4 separate regions of the Zea mays genome follow, and regions 2, 3 and 4 are each linked to region 1. Evidence: chromatin contacts called from public Hi-C data. All regions are on one chromosome and are shown on one strand. Each heading gives the region's core, a stretch centred on a gene start, on an enhancer-like site or on the middle of the called end of the contact. The rest is flanking DNA. Distances are from core to core; before and after follow the strand shown.

Region 1 (3,614 bases), core at 563-3,062:
GTTGAGAGGGCTTGAGGCGGTAGGGCCAGGTGAGGTCAGCGGGTGCAGGTCGACAGATAACCTGTCTGATTATGCTACCCCGGACCGGACGCCACAGGATTATATACGTGTGCACCGACGAACCGACCGAATAGTTTGGTCAGCACGGCAAGCGGAGTGCTCAACCACACGACGAGGTGGAATGGAATGATTACCTCCCCGATCTCTCGTACTACAGATCCCCGTCGTTTCAGAATAGCGAAGCCAGCGAATGCGGGATGCAGAAGGACGGTTGCTTGTGACTAAATCACTTGGGTCGAATTTCAGCACGATCAAGCAGGTGCATGCATCAGCGTGCCCAACACCAGGTACGAAAATTGCGGCACTCGGTGGTACTGCGGGCATGTTTGGTTCGTTGGGATCGTATCCGTATCCAGTGCACAAGGGCCACGCCGTGCACAAATACACAAAATGAAACCTGGTCGTCCGTCTCCCATCTAACGGCCGTCGTAAATATGCAGATGAACCCTCCTGCAGCATCCGTAGCTTGCCGAGTCTGTTTTGTGAAAAACCCCCCGCGCGCGTCATGTCGTTGGATGGAAAATGGACGGCCAGATTTCGTTTTATGCATTTGTGCACGGCGGGGCCCTTGTGCACTGGATACGATCCCACCATCGTTACCCCAATTGCCACACTTTGGCTAACTTTTCTGCCTAAGGTTAGTTATTCAATTCGAACGACTAACCTTAAGCAAAGTGGGGCACAGTTAGCCACAAACCAAACAAGCCTTGCGTCCGGCGATCACGTCACGTCGCGGGCATATTTCGGCAAGGGCCATGATTTATGGATTTGCGCATCGCGCCGACATGATGCGCGCGTGACGTCACGTCCCGAGGAATCGTCGCGCGTCCAGACGGGTCGACGTCGATAGATACGGAGGCAAGATTGTGGCGGCCATCAGCCGATCACGCCCGCCCCCATGGCCCCATCTCATTTCATCTCATCGTCCGAAGTTTCGGATAAGAGCCAGCGCGCTAGGCATGGCAAGCCTCTGACCATTCGACTTCGACCACTTCATCCTCGCGACCTCGACCAGTCGCGTGCCGAGACCGGTAAACCGTCGACCGTATCCGAGCAACCCTCGCCGGGGAGTTGTTTCCAGAGGAAACGAGGTCTGCACGCAAACGCCGCCGTAGCGTCGTCGTCGGTGCAGGAGGAGAAGAAAGGGATCGGACCGGTTCGATCTCCGACCAAGTTTTGAGCTCGTGCCCAGTCTCGATCGGGAAAAAAAGGCATCCGCGTTCCGCTCGGCGCACTCGCGGAGACGGCGGCAACGCCGTGGCCGGACGCAGCGACTTTATGATGGGTTATCCGTTCCCCTAGCCGGTGCATGGGCTGATGGGCGGCACGCGTGGCCGGGCCGACGGCAGCTGGGAATGGGATTAGTTGGACGTCTGCTGACCGCTGTCCTGCCCCTGGCCCCCTCCCTCCGTTCAATTTCCCCACCGGACGCGCCTTCACGTGCGCCGGGGACGCGGGGGTCGGTTGATCGCGAAACCAGATCACAACCGGGGAGGATGCCAAGGACAAGGAGCCCACACTACCCAAATGGACTGCTGCGCGGAACGCGGAGGGCCCGACGGCCCTGATGGGCGCCACGCGGGCCGGCTCGCCAGGGGGGCTGTACGCGGCCCAGCCTGTGAGCACGCAAGGTGAAGTGACGCCGGGACATACCGAGAAGCGGCTCGTGTTGCTCATCCCATATGCACAAGCTCGTGTTCCATGAGGCGATAAAGTTCTCTACTGCTCTCGCGTTCACGCGCGAAGCCGAAAACCCTTTCGCGCCCCGCCCCCGCCCCCTCCATCTCCACCCGTCTCCCTCTTACCGCCGTACACATCCAGCATTCCTCCCCCCAAATTCTATGCCATCCACGAAGTAACCGCCGATTTCCCTCCCCGCGAGCCACAAGCCCACAATGCCGACTCTCCGCAGCGCGACGGCGAACGCGTCCCCCATGGGCACCCCATTACCTGCCGAGACGAGCACGCCGCGCAGCGTCAAGCGCCGGCTGACGCCAGGTCGAGCCGGCGAGTCGCCTGGCGCGTCGCGGCACACCTCTCCTCACCGACACCCGCACGCCAGCACCGGACCTGTAAGATCCACTGCTTACTAGACCCCCGATGCACATCTGTATCTATTAAAAAATTCTACCCGTCAGTTTATCCATATATGCTCGCGGCTATAAAATCTTACACATATCTATACCTGCACGGATAATTTTAACTCATACCCGCTAGTAAAGTCTTAAATCCTAATATATCAATCACTCAAAATATTAAATAAACATAAAAACAAGTCCAACTTCACATAAAATCATATGATTATATAACTTGATAGATAGACAAATGATAGCTAGAGAAGAGTTTTATTTTAACTAAGATGGGCTCTATTAGATGATTATAGTGGTATTGTTGCGGGTATATTTACCCATGAGCAGACGGGTAAGAGTTTTATTTTAACTAAGATGGGCTCCATTAGATGATTATAGTGTTATTGTTGTGGGTATATTTACCCATGGACAGACGGGTATGGGTAGTACCAATCCGTACTTATATCCGTCTACCCAACGGGCAAAGGATCTTGCCCATTACATTACTGTGGGTAGAGAAATCATCTCGTACTCGCCTTCGTATCGGGTAAAACCCGTCGAGTTTCGGGTACCCATTGCCATCTCTATGCACAGATATGCTCCGCTATTTTTTTCAGTTGTCTGTTTCCCTTTGCAATGCACACCAACTGCTCGGTCTCACAGGTACACGTGCCTAAGATGCTCTCGGCGTCGCCCAAGTCCTCCAGGAAGCGCCTCTACGGTGACTTCGTCGCAGCCGAGAAGCCCAAGTGGAACCCCCGAGGTAATTCCCTCAATTTCCATTTTAGCCGGCCAATTTTGTTTGCCTTGTTGACTTGTTTGGGGCCTGATGAGAATTGGCCGTTCCACGCAGATGCCGCGCAGATGAGGGCTGTGAAGGAGGCGCTGCACGTGGCGACAGTGCCGTCGTCTGAATTGGTTTGCCGGGACAACGAGCTCAGGCGTGTCCTTGAGTTCTGCGAGGCGTGCGTCGAGCAGGAGAAGGCTGGTAGTCTCTATGTCTGCGGGTGCCCTGGCACAGGGAAGACATTATCTATTAACAAGATCAAGGATAGTTTGGTGTGCTGGGGGAATGAGGTATGCTATGATAGTTCCTCATGCCCCCTACCTTTCTGTTCCTGGAGCGTTTTATGTGGATTTTTTGTGTGTTAATCATGCGTGAATGCAGACACCTGATGCCTTAACAATCAATTGTACAAACCTAGCAAACACCTCTGATATTTTTGGCAAGGTAATAACTGCTACTCAGTTATAGGGTCGATCTATCGATGATTATCTAATGCAATAAAAAACTGTATATACTGACCAATTTTATAATGCAGATGCTAGAAACATTTCAGAACCGAAAGAAGGGACGCAACAAATTGTCGCCACTTCACCAACTTCAGAGCATGTTTTCCAACAAGGATTCAGCTCCAAGAAGAATGATGTAATAACCTCCTGTATCCACTATGATTATTGGGATTTTCTTGCTGTTTTGATCAT
Region 2 (3,614 bases), core at 663-3,162, 380 kb after region 1:
GGGTGTCACACCCGTGTTTTAGGGGTCCAAAGCCCGGGCGCGAACATAATCACTAGGTGTGCTGGAACCAAGTCTCACACATATGATCAATCATGGCACAAGATCGAATGTCACATCTTTACTATATAATAGGAGTTCTATATAAAATAAATAAGTAATTACATTATAAGGAGACAACAGTCCAGCAACCCAAAGTTGACTGGGAGACGACGACCTAGACCTCTCACGAACACATCGCAGCATCCTCCATGCGCCTCATCCTGCGGTACCTGTTCTTGACCTGTGGGGGGTGTGAGACAGCAAGAGTGAGCTCACATACGTTCATCGCTCAACAAGTTGTGGGGAATAATGTGCATGAACTCGCCAAAGGTGGGAGATCACGTGAAGTGTAAGGCTTACCAAAGAGGATGGTTAGAGCTGAGCATTGCTTTTAGAGTTGGTCAAAATTTTATTAGCAGTTACTAAGTATAAGTAAATACCAACCCAATTAATAAAAGTAATAACATCACCTGCGATGCAATGCATATGACAAATTGAATTTAGTTCCATAAATTAATCATGTGAGGGTCCGAGCTGCTCATGACCGTGAGCACGGCTAGTATACCAGTTTTACACTCTACAGAGGTTGCACATCTTTACCCACAAGTCATGCTACCCATCTGCCAAGGGATCGCGACTTCCCATACACCTCTACCGAGGAGGCGAGACAGGGTAACACTACGAGGCCTTTACAAAGTTCCACTAGCTTCAGAAAACCCGCTACAGTTTATAGGAAGCTCCAATGCAGGGATCCCTCGCCTGACCGCCATCGCAGCAAAATCAACCAAGGACCTCCCCACACTGACCACTCCCCTACTGCCCTTGCCCCTTTCGGGTAAGGTAGTCTTCCACTAGCTTTCCTAATTAATCAGCCAAGGGCGTCCATAAACCCTTGTGGTAGCACTGTTTTCCCGGGTGGTTGCTCCATGTTCCAATTAACATAATGATCTTATCATGAACAGTAAATAACAACTGGTAACAAAAGTATAATCATGAATAATGTGTATCCTTATACCCAAATCCACATATAGCACTAGCAAGTACTACCCAAAAAGTTCAGTGGTGAACAAGGTATAAAGATAGTCAAACTAGGGTAACCTATTAGGTCCCATCAAAATTAACCTATGCAGATCATTATGATTAATTAGAACATGAGTGGGTAAAAGAAGTGATCAAGGGCACAACTTGCCTGGGACTTGAGATTCCAGGTACCAGGATGATCTTCAGGTGACTCATGACCTCACGCTAGTCGTAGCAATACAAACAAACATGGTATAGGCAAAATTAACATCACACCAAACATAAGAACAAGCTGCATAATAATATTCTACGCTGCGTAACGAGATCGTAGAAACAAGAACCACTAAATTCGGAGCTACGGTTATTAAGTTATGAATTTCCGAAATTATTTAGTGCTTAGAATAGATTAATCCAAATAAACAATTTTAATTCAAGTTTTATGGCTAAACAGAGATACTAGGTGATAGATAATATTAAAACAAAATTATTGCAACTGAAATTAATCAATTTGGAGCTAACATGAATTAAATATGAATTTTACAATTTTCTAGTATTGTTTTTGTATTAAAAATCATTTTCTAAAATAAATTCTGAATTTCCTCAGGCTTTTAGACTGCGGACACAATTTTAACAAAGCCCAGGGGGGTTCTGCATAAATTCTAGGACTAAACGGTAAGGGTCTTATAATGGCACGGGATGGCGGGTTGGTTCCTAGGAAGTTCAGGGAATCTTTAGTAAGATGTACCCGCGAAGGGAAACGCAACAGGGACCGTTGGATTGGAAGTATACGATCCCGATTAGATGGCGCAGAGAGGTAAGTGCATACCGATCTGGATCGCCCATCATGTGACCAATGACTCAGATCATCCACACGGGCGCGACACCCATCAGGCATCAGCAAATCCCCACCGTTGGTCACAGCACCATGGCCCAGGCTGATTTTTTTTCTTCCTCCCACGTCGTCTTCTTCCTATCGCCCAGGTCGCGCAAGCGAGGCTGCGAGGGCCACCGGGACAACACCGAGAGGGAGCCTGGCCACGGTTCCGCTCCCCACTGGAGCTAGGCGACGTGCTTGCCCGGACGCACGACCACCACGGCGGATCACTATCTCTCTCCATCACGGCGCCGAGTTTTCTCTCCTCCCACGATTTCTCTCTGGGTCTTCGGTGATATAGCCGCACGACAATGGAGTACGCGATGTGGAATCTTCGCTAGAGCTCGCCTAGCTCCGAGTCGATCGATACAGGACGCCACGAGAGCTGCTAATTATACACCCCCGAGGGCGGAGTCCGTGCGGGGATCACGCCATGGTTACGAAGCTCGGAGTTCACGGCGCGCTGAGCAGAGGTTGTTAAGAGAAGGGAGGTAAGTCTGACGAGTGGGGCCCGCGATACAGTGAAAGGAGATCTCGAGCGCGCGCGGTACCTTGGCTGACGACGTGGGTCCCATCAGTCACTGGCACAGGGCACACAGTCCGTGCGGCGGGGACCTATCCCGTGGGGCCCACCAGGCAGCCGCAGAGGGAGAGAAGCGTGGGAGTTATGTGGGCCGCGCGGTGGTGGAATGGGGCAAGGAGTAGATGGTCCGCGAGTAAGGAAATCGGCCCAAGCGCATAATGGTGTCTTCCTCTTTTTATTTATTTATGCTTTCATTCTATTCCCTGAATTTCAAACTTCATTAAATTTTGGTTTTGGATTTGCGCTCAAATTTTAATGAACAACAAAAGAACTCAGTACGAATGCAAATACATAATTTTATTTATTTATTTTACCATATCTATGTCAAATGATTGTAAATACACCAATTATGCCCACACGTTGTATATTAAGAAACTAATCTTTAATATTTATTATTTTGTTAATAGATACCTTAGCTTAGATATTTTAGAAGATGTTTATAAATGTTTTATTCAATAAATTAACTCATATAAGGATTATATATATTCTCCTTATCTGAATATGCACAACCAAAAGAAAGCTAGATAGTCTCTCAAGGTTCCATAAATTCTCAAACACTAAAAATAATTATTTTTATTTATTTTTCCTGATACAAATTTTGGGCTTTACAGAGGGTTCTCAGCTCCCTACGGAAGCAAGACAACATCAGCAGAATCCATGCCGCCCGACAGTTGTGCTTCTACAGGGCTCAAGGCACTTCTCCGACGGTCATGTTAGCTCGTGTACAGGGCTCAAGGCGCTTCTCCGTCAGCCATGTTAGCATATAGCTACACCTCATTGTACAGCTGGGCATCTCCTTGTATCTATAAAAGGGGATGTCCAGGGCCTTCCTGGAAAAAGGGGACGAGAGAGGAGGAGGTCCACGTTAACACACGTTCAGGTGGACATACGTGGACACACACGTCTAGGCGGGGCAGACGAGACAGGCAGAGACGGGCGCACGCCGGGACTCTCTCTCTCTCTCGCTCTCGCCCTCGCTCCCTCGCGACGCTTGTAACCCCTACTACGAGCACCCCGGTGCGAGATAACATAAGTCTCATTTTTCTCTTGTGTTCCATCTTGCATCAACCCATCTGGGCAGGGACACGCAGCAACAAA
Region 3 (3,614 bases), core at 354-2,853, 280 kb after region 1:
AATTCAACTAGTGAACCTTGCGCTCTAGGGTTTCTGCGCGGGAGAAACCCTTCCCCGGGCCAACCTGGCCCCACCTGACAGAGGGCGCACCGGACAGTCCGGTGCCCCAAGGCTAGAAACCCTAACTTATATTTTCTGCTGTTTTTCAAATCGGTTTTCGTTCTAACTTGTGAGTATGTTCTAGAGTGTCACCTAACACTATATGTGAGTGTGAATATGCACCAACACTACACTAGAACTCTCTTGGTCAAACTACTCATCGACAACCCCTCTTTATAGTACGACTAAAATAAAATAAAAGACCTAACTATATCACGAGTGTCCACAACTCCTTGACACTCGGAATACGAAGACCTTCACTTTGTGTTTCGTCGCTTTAGCCATCGCTTCGAGTTCTTATCTCTGGGATTGTTTTTCACCGTTGTAGTACATCTACCTGTAATGCGACCTAATTTACCATTTGTCTCTGCAAAACACACGTTAGTCACATATAACATTACGTTGTCATTAATCACTAAAATCAACCAGGGGCCTAGATGGTTTCAGGCACCACGGTGGAGCAAGCCGATGAGGAAGTGGATGCACGCTCCGACTTGCTTTCACCTTGCGCAATGGAGGAATGCTTGACGTCAGCAAGTGGCAATACGGAGCAGGATGATTGCCAAGGGAGTGGCAACCTTCTTATAGCGGAGCACGAGTGGGACGGGCGTATGCAGGGCGGCTGTCGCGAGTGGGGTGGGGTGGGGGAGGATCGCTGCTATCTCGGTGCAGGGGAAGCGTGGGTGGGGCGGGCGCATGGCGCGTGAGGGGGATCGCGGGCGCGGGGGGCGAGGGGTTGACAGCGGCTATAGAGATGGAGTGCGGGAGCACGGTGGCGGGGGAGCGCCCACGACGGAGATAGGGCGCACAACAACTATTGCGGAGGGAGCGCGTGTGCATCGTGCGAGCGCGGCGAAGATAGGGCCCACGAGGACTGTTGTGTGGGGGAGCGCGTGCAAATCGCGCGGGTGAGGAAGTGCGAGCACAACGGAGATAGGGTGCATGGCGGCTGTCACGGGGGAGGGCGGGCGCGGCGGCGGGGGAGGCGGGGGTGGGTCGGGATCTCGGGTGGAGACGTAGGCGGCTTTGGAAAGACGGACGCGGGGGCATGGTGTCGCGAGCGTCCACCTTACAGTCTTAATAGTAGTAGATATTTGATTACATAACTTGGTAGCTAGACAAATGATGGCTAGAGAAGGATTTTTATTTTAGCTAATATGTGCTCTTAGATGATTATAGTAGTATTGATACAAATATATTTTACCCACGAGTAAACGGGTATGGGTAGTACTAACCCGTACCCGTCTACCCAACAGGTAGAGGTTGTTGCCCATTAACATACTCGCGGGTAAAAAAATCATCACGGACTCACCTTTATATCAAGTAAAACCTATTAGATATTCGAGTTTCAGGTACCTGTTACATCCTTGATGTTTGAGAGTTCGTAACAGCTTCTTATAGCCTGACAGACAAAAAAAAAAGGAAAAAAAAGCTGAAACAGGTAAAAAAAATGGGCGGACTCCGGCTGGACTTCAAAACCACGCGTTGGATACACTCCGAAACCGCGGCTTGATTTCACTTGGCCCTCTAGCGTTGTTTGGTCAATCCTCTCTCTCCCTTCCCCATCTCCCCGTACCCCAAACCCTAGGACGCAGCGCCGCCGCCGTAGCACCCCCACACGCAGCAAGATGAGGCCGCGCGGCAGGGGCGACGACGTCGAAGACGACGAGGATGAGTACGAGGACATCACGCCCCCTCGAAGAACGCCAGAGCCTGAGGCCGACCCCGTCCGCTCGCCCTCGCCCTCGCCCGCTCCTGCCCCCGCCCCACCACATCCCGCGCGTGCCCCTCTCAGCAGTCTCGTTGTCAGGCCGCCGCCGCAGCAACAGGAGAACGGCGGCGGATCCTCCCCGCCCTCATCCTCCGCCCGCTCGCTTTCTCCCAGCACCGGCGGACACCGAGGCCGCGGGGCCTCGCCCCCGCGGCGACGGCGGGACTTCTCACCGCCGCCTCCCCGTGGTTGGGTGAGGCGCCGGTCGCCGCTGCCGCCACCGCCGGAGAGGCGGCGTCCTGGGAGCCCGCCGCCCCAGCGCCGACGCTTCAGCCCACCGCCCCGGTCCCACCTACCGCGGCATCCGCGCTTCCACGATGAGCAGGAAGGTTTGTTGCAAATCCTCCAATCTTTCTCTTTTCTTGCAAAATGTTTATTATAAGTCATTGGAAGCTCGATCCAGTTTAAGTCGATTTGTACATCTCCTTATGTACTATATTGCTGTTTTCGCACACCCGTATTTTCTTTACTTTATTTTTATTTGATTCTGATTAATGCGCGTTCTGTGCGATGCTGATGATTCCTTACCTTGAAGGATACATCTCTTTTTTCGTTTTGAAGGATTAATCTTCTTTATTACAACTAAATGCACGGTTGTATTTCTTGTGGTGATATTGATTGGAAGTCATGTGATTTTACATAGTTATGTGGCGACTGGCGATATATGTGGAGGACATGATGCTTGTTTTAAGCTATGCAACACATGTATTTAAATTGCTATCAACTTATTCCATGGCTGTTCCAATAGCAGCACCTTTTTATTCTTTTAGGGCTTCTGTGCTATGTTCAGATTTCATCAAGTGAAAGTTATGCAATGGTGGTTTAGTTATGTATTTGCTCACATATATATTGTCCAGAGATGATTTTGGCTCCAGAACTTCAACTCTCTTTTTGATTGCAATCGCAAAGTTTACAAACAACAGTTGCTGTTGCTTGTAATTGCTAATACATATTGGAAATCTAATGACCAGCTTGTTGTTGGAATATACTAATATTGTATGGGATGGATATAAATACTTTTGTGTGCATTAGTAGCTGAAGTTTGAAAGATCAACTGCATGGACCAGGAGCAAAACAGAACAGATATGACATAGTTTTGATGATCATTTTTATATGTTTCAAGTTGTTATTGCAATTGGTTCTGTTGCTTCTAATGGGTTGAAGCAGCTAGCAAATGCTATCTGAACAATCTCTTATATTGGTCTAAAGCTCAGAACGGTATTTGTGGTTCATGTTGCTTGATATATTTAATATGAAATTGCCATGACTCTTAGATGTGTTTTCCTCTTTTGGGTCATTTCATGCCTTATTTGCAAGAAGCCATAGAAGATATGAATCATATAGTTTGTGTCATATTTCATATTAATAATGTCAAGTTTGTTTCCACAAGATTTGCATGATATGTTGTTATCCTTGTATTATGCATGATTCCTCATATCTTAGGTGCTAATGTGCTGTACAATTTGCATCACTCAAACAATGAACCATTTAGTGAAATTCTTTTACCTGCTTCTCTCTTCTGTTGATTTTATTTTATTGTAAATGTAGAACTGTGCTTTTTTTTGTTTGAACTGTTCGCTAAACAGACTGCTCATCATCTTTGAAGTATAATATGCATAAATAGACTGCCCGTTACCTTTATTTGAAGTATAGTATGCATAAATAGTTATATTGATCTTGTGTGCAAATGCTCATCATCTTTGAAGTATAGTATGCACACAAGATCTAGCATTTGAGGAATTGT
Region 4 (3,614 bases), core at 385-2,884, 280 kb before region 1:
ATGTGGTACGTAGTACCAGTATGTTCACACTGTTCGGCGTGCAGATCAAGTGACCAGTAGTCAGTGTGAAAAGAGTCAACAAAAACAAGAGAGCCTATATGTGGCCGAAAAGTTAGGTGCGAGCTTTGAAACTCCCGTGTCGAACAACAAACATCCAAAGCAAAACACATACATGCTGTGAACAAGACATCAGGATCATTTCCTTGTGATGATAAGCATATCCAATGCGTCATCACGGTTAAAAACAGATCACGGGCCTGCAGCAAAACACATACAACAAAACGCTCAGGCTCATAGTAGGGTCAAAGACGCTCAGAGCATATGCAATAGATAATATATTATTAGTGCTAGACCGATCGAGTACGACGTTATTACAGGAATTGCCAGGCATATGCATGCATGAATATAAATACATATGAAACGGCGATATGGAATTTAGAAATGTCATCACTCTAGTGAGCACAAAGGTTATTTCATTTCCGTATGCCATGCATATGAGGCCATGAGGGCACACACCAGCATAAATGAACGAAAAAAAAAGTGGCACGCAGCGCATCCGGCCTCATGATGAAAAGATCAGCGAAAAGGCAGTAGAAATCTCAGCAGCTGCAGCTGCATGCTCATTCCCTGACCCTCTCAGATTCTTCATGCAACGTACGTCGTTTGGTAGGGCAGCGATACGCGCGTACGTTCTACAGCTTATATATGCGTACAGTATTTCCACATCTCGCACATCTTTTCATGTCGGTATTAGCTAGAACCCAAGGACTACACAATGATGCGTGAGACAAGGCCACAGCAGCACGCAGTACGTGCATGCATGCGTCGACGGTCGATCAGCTGCTAGCTAGGGACCGAAGCTGCAGAGCCTGAGCTCGAGCGGCGGATCCCGGCCGGCGGAGACGACGTCGAAGAAGGACAACTCCCTGCACTGCTCGCTGGTGGCGCCGCTTCCTCTGACGTACGACCGGACCTTCTCCGCCGCCTCGAGGTCGCCGTACGACTTGAGGGGGAAGAGCTCTAGCGTCTCCACCTCCCTCGTCGGCCGCTCCCACGACGGCGACGCCTCCTGCTGCTCCACCACGTCCCTGACGTAGCCTGCATGCACGGAGCACGTACGGGTCGATGTCAACAGCACGATCGATATACGTAATACGTTGCAGCTGTCGTAGTATAGTAGCTAGTAACGTACGATGTGTACGTGCGTGCTGCAGCTTACATGTCACGAGCCGGTGATGGTGGCCATAGCTTCTGGCCTCCCGCTTGCTCTCTGGCGGTTGCAGCACGAGGTCGGCGTCGGCGTCGGCGTCGTGCGACTGCGAGGCGGCACCACGGCCGTCTTCCTCGTTGTTGCTTCCCCTGCCGCTGCCGCTGTCGGGGGAGGACGACGACGCGCCGCGGCGTCGCTTCTTGTGGTGGTGGCGCTCGCGGGCCTTGTGGTTCTGGAACCAGTAGAAGACGTTCTTGCTCTCCACCTTGCCGAAGGCGCTGAGGTGGGTGGAGATGCGCTGGATCTGCTCCGTGCTGGGCGTCCGCAGCCCCGCGCGGAAGAGCTCCGTCAGGACCTTCACCTGCTCCGCCGTAGGGTTCCACCGCCCGCACTTGACGCCTACCCGCCCGCTCAGCGCCTCCATGGTATATGATATGTAGCCGATCGACGATCACTACACCCTGTAGTTTGCAGCGATCGCAGCTACACTACACCGCCAGTTAAGCAAGCTATATGTGTGGTTTTGTGAAAGATCGATGGTCGAGTGCAAAAACTAGTAGCTCTAGCTTCTGCTTCTGATTTGGTTGCTTCCGGGATCTTCCTCTGGTCAGAGGAAATGCTGAAATCAATAGATGCGCAGGAGTGGTCCTTATATAGCCGGCTCAGGGGCAGTGGCGAGGCCGAGGCCGAGGCCGTGGTCTCGTGGCAGTGGCTGTAGCGGATTCGAAGGTCTCGGTGCTTTCCTTTTGTTTCCCTTTCTCGAACTGGGCGCGTTGGGGCGAGAGAGAAGAGAAGAAGAGGTGGGGAGGGAGACATGCGCAAAAGCTGCCACTGTTTAGCAAAACGCTAGCTCGATCTCGCGAGGCGCGCCAGCCGGACGACATCCTTATTAAGCGCGCGATCGATAATGCGGCTTTGGTCGCGCCAGCCATGCATGCAAATCTAAGTGCCGTCCTGTCGCGTAGCACCATGTCTTAGAATGAGCCCTGTTTGCCGAGTCCATTGAATAGTCTAATCTAGTAATGCCGCGGTGGCGGGTGATGATTCGGGGCGCGCGCCGCCCCATGGAGATCTCTGTGTGCTCCTTGTCCTTGCATGGGTCGCCACCTAGTCGAAGGGAATCGATCGCGGCGACGGCGAGGACCACCAGCAGGCTGGCTCTCACGGCGCACGGGCAATCGGCGATCTGGTTGCTGCGGAGCTCGCTCGGCCGGCCGACTGGTCTCTACTCTCTACTGCTTTGAATAAACGGCCGGCGCGGCGTGCAAACTATACACCGATTGCCAATGCATGCAAGACGCACGCCAGTTTGTCACTTGTATAGTGAGCTTGTATTTGCACGCGAGTTAGTTAACTATATATTGGTAGCTGGCGAGGTTTCAATTTCTCCACCCATGCATGCATGTTACCCGACTTGGAGTCAAACTTGTCAGTAGTGCTTGCCAAAAATTAGTGTGATAAGCCGGCCCCGGCCATGCATGCATGGGATTCAAAAGAGATGCATGTCAGGGGCGGGGTAACATGTTACCTGGTCTGCCTTGAGTGTTGTGTCAACCAGCGTCTATCAATCCGCCCCAGTTATACACACATGACACATGTCTCCTGATCCTGTGTACGTTCTCACTAGCTAACTGTAGGCACCGCAGTACCACTGGTGTGTGAGGCAACTGCACACTGTTGACCATGTGAGTAGTAGCTGCGGCCGGGAGGGGCCATGCGATCGATAGCCGCCTGCAGTACGCGCGCCCGACGACAGCCACAAGAACGAACGCGTACTGCCAACGGAACATGTCCCGATCGATCATCACGACGGCGTGCATGCGAGTTAACGCAAGCGCCGTACGTGCGTGACACTCGATCCGGCAGAATTCCTGTCGTCTGCAGCCTACTACTAGCTTTTAATTTGCGCAAAAGTCTCATCAGCGCCATGCGCCAGCTCTCGAAAAGGCGCGGCAGCAGCATCGTCATCAGTCACGTTCCAACAACCAGGAGACCGCACGTACGAGAGGCTAAGCAAGGCGAAACAGTCCCTCTCTCATGCATGCGCCGTACAAACAAGAGACACCAGAGCTCTCTCGTCATCGTCACTCGCCGCCGCTCGTGACCCGGCCCCTGCTTGTTCGGACCGGAGTGCGCGGGGGCTCAGGGCTCTAGCTAGCTAGCTAAAGCAGTAAAGCTTAGCCGCTTAATTGGGTCACAGTCACACCCACACCCGTTAAGTCCGCGGAGGCGGAGCTTTTCGACGACCAGACCATGGTATGGCATGCAGAGCTCCTGAAAAGCTGAGGCGGATGTCATGCTTTTGGGGCGTCGCTCGGCAGATACCAATGATAGGGCCACACGGCCCGGCCGCGGCAGGGGCGGGCAGTCGGGATGAGATCGCGAGCGCCCGCTCCGGAAAGCG

What was found. Hi-C and Micro-C count contacts between places; a contact is called where the count stands out from the background.
Region 2: a Hi-C map of leaf shows a contact between it and region 1, with 4 times the contacts expected there. The contact joins the enhancer-like site here to the promoter of LOC100382678 in region 1. A contact is called at or near these places in 5 of 25 Hi-C or Micro-C datasets (ear, endosperm, leaf and 1 more).
Region 3: a Hi-C map of tassel shows a contact between it and region 1, with 2.9 times the contacts expected there. The contact joins the promoter of LOC100280706 here to the promoter of LOC100382678 in region 1. A contact is called at or near these places in 4 of 25 Hi-C or Micro-C datasets (bundle sheath, ear, leaf and 1 more).
Region 4: a Hi-C map of bundle sheath shows a contact between it and region 1, with 2.2 times the contacts expected there. The contact joins the promoter of LOC103650992 here to the promoter of LOC100382678 in region 1. A contact is called at or near these places in 5 of 25 Hi-C or Micro-C datasets (bundle sheath, ear, leaf and 2 more).

The regions. Positions count from the first base shown.
Region 1 is chr3:183,067,640-183,071,253 of Zm-B73-REFERENCE-NAM-5.0, reverse strand. It overlaps LOC100382678, which reads left to right and starts at 1,812. Exons shown (of 17, transcript NM_001175402.1): 1 at 1,812-2,132; 2 at 2,793-2,892; 3 at 2,983-3,206; 4 at 3,298-3,360; 5 at 3,452-3,558. The coding sequence starts at 1,956.
Region 2 is chr3:182,684,184-182,687,797 of Zm-B73-REFERENCE-NAM-5.0, reverse strand. No RefSeq gene overlaps it. Among protein-coding and RNA genes, the nearest start is that of LOC100382420, 19 kb to the right of the region's middle. Within about 2 kb of position 1,912, at least 19 of the 20 cell types and tissues checked have an H3K27ac peak or open chromatin away from gene starts, as enhancers often do. A contact at or near this core is called in ear, leaf and tassel, where this site is marked.
Region 3 is chr3:182,788,277-182,791,890 of Zm-B73-REFERENCE-NAM-5.0, reverse strand. It overlaps LOC100280706, which reads left to right and starts at 1,603. Exons shown (of 3, transcript NM_001367138.1): 1 at 1,603-2,199. The coding sequence starts at 1,728.
Region 4 is chr3:183,346,548-183,350,161 of Zm-B73-REFERENCE-NAM-5.0, reverse strand. It overlaps LOC103650992 (WUSCHEL-related homeobox 9-like), which reads right to left and starts at 1,634. Exons shown (of 2, transcript NM_001319758.1): 1 at 1,220-1,634; 2 at 747-1,098. The coding sequence starts at 1,634. The coding sequence ends at 848.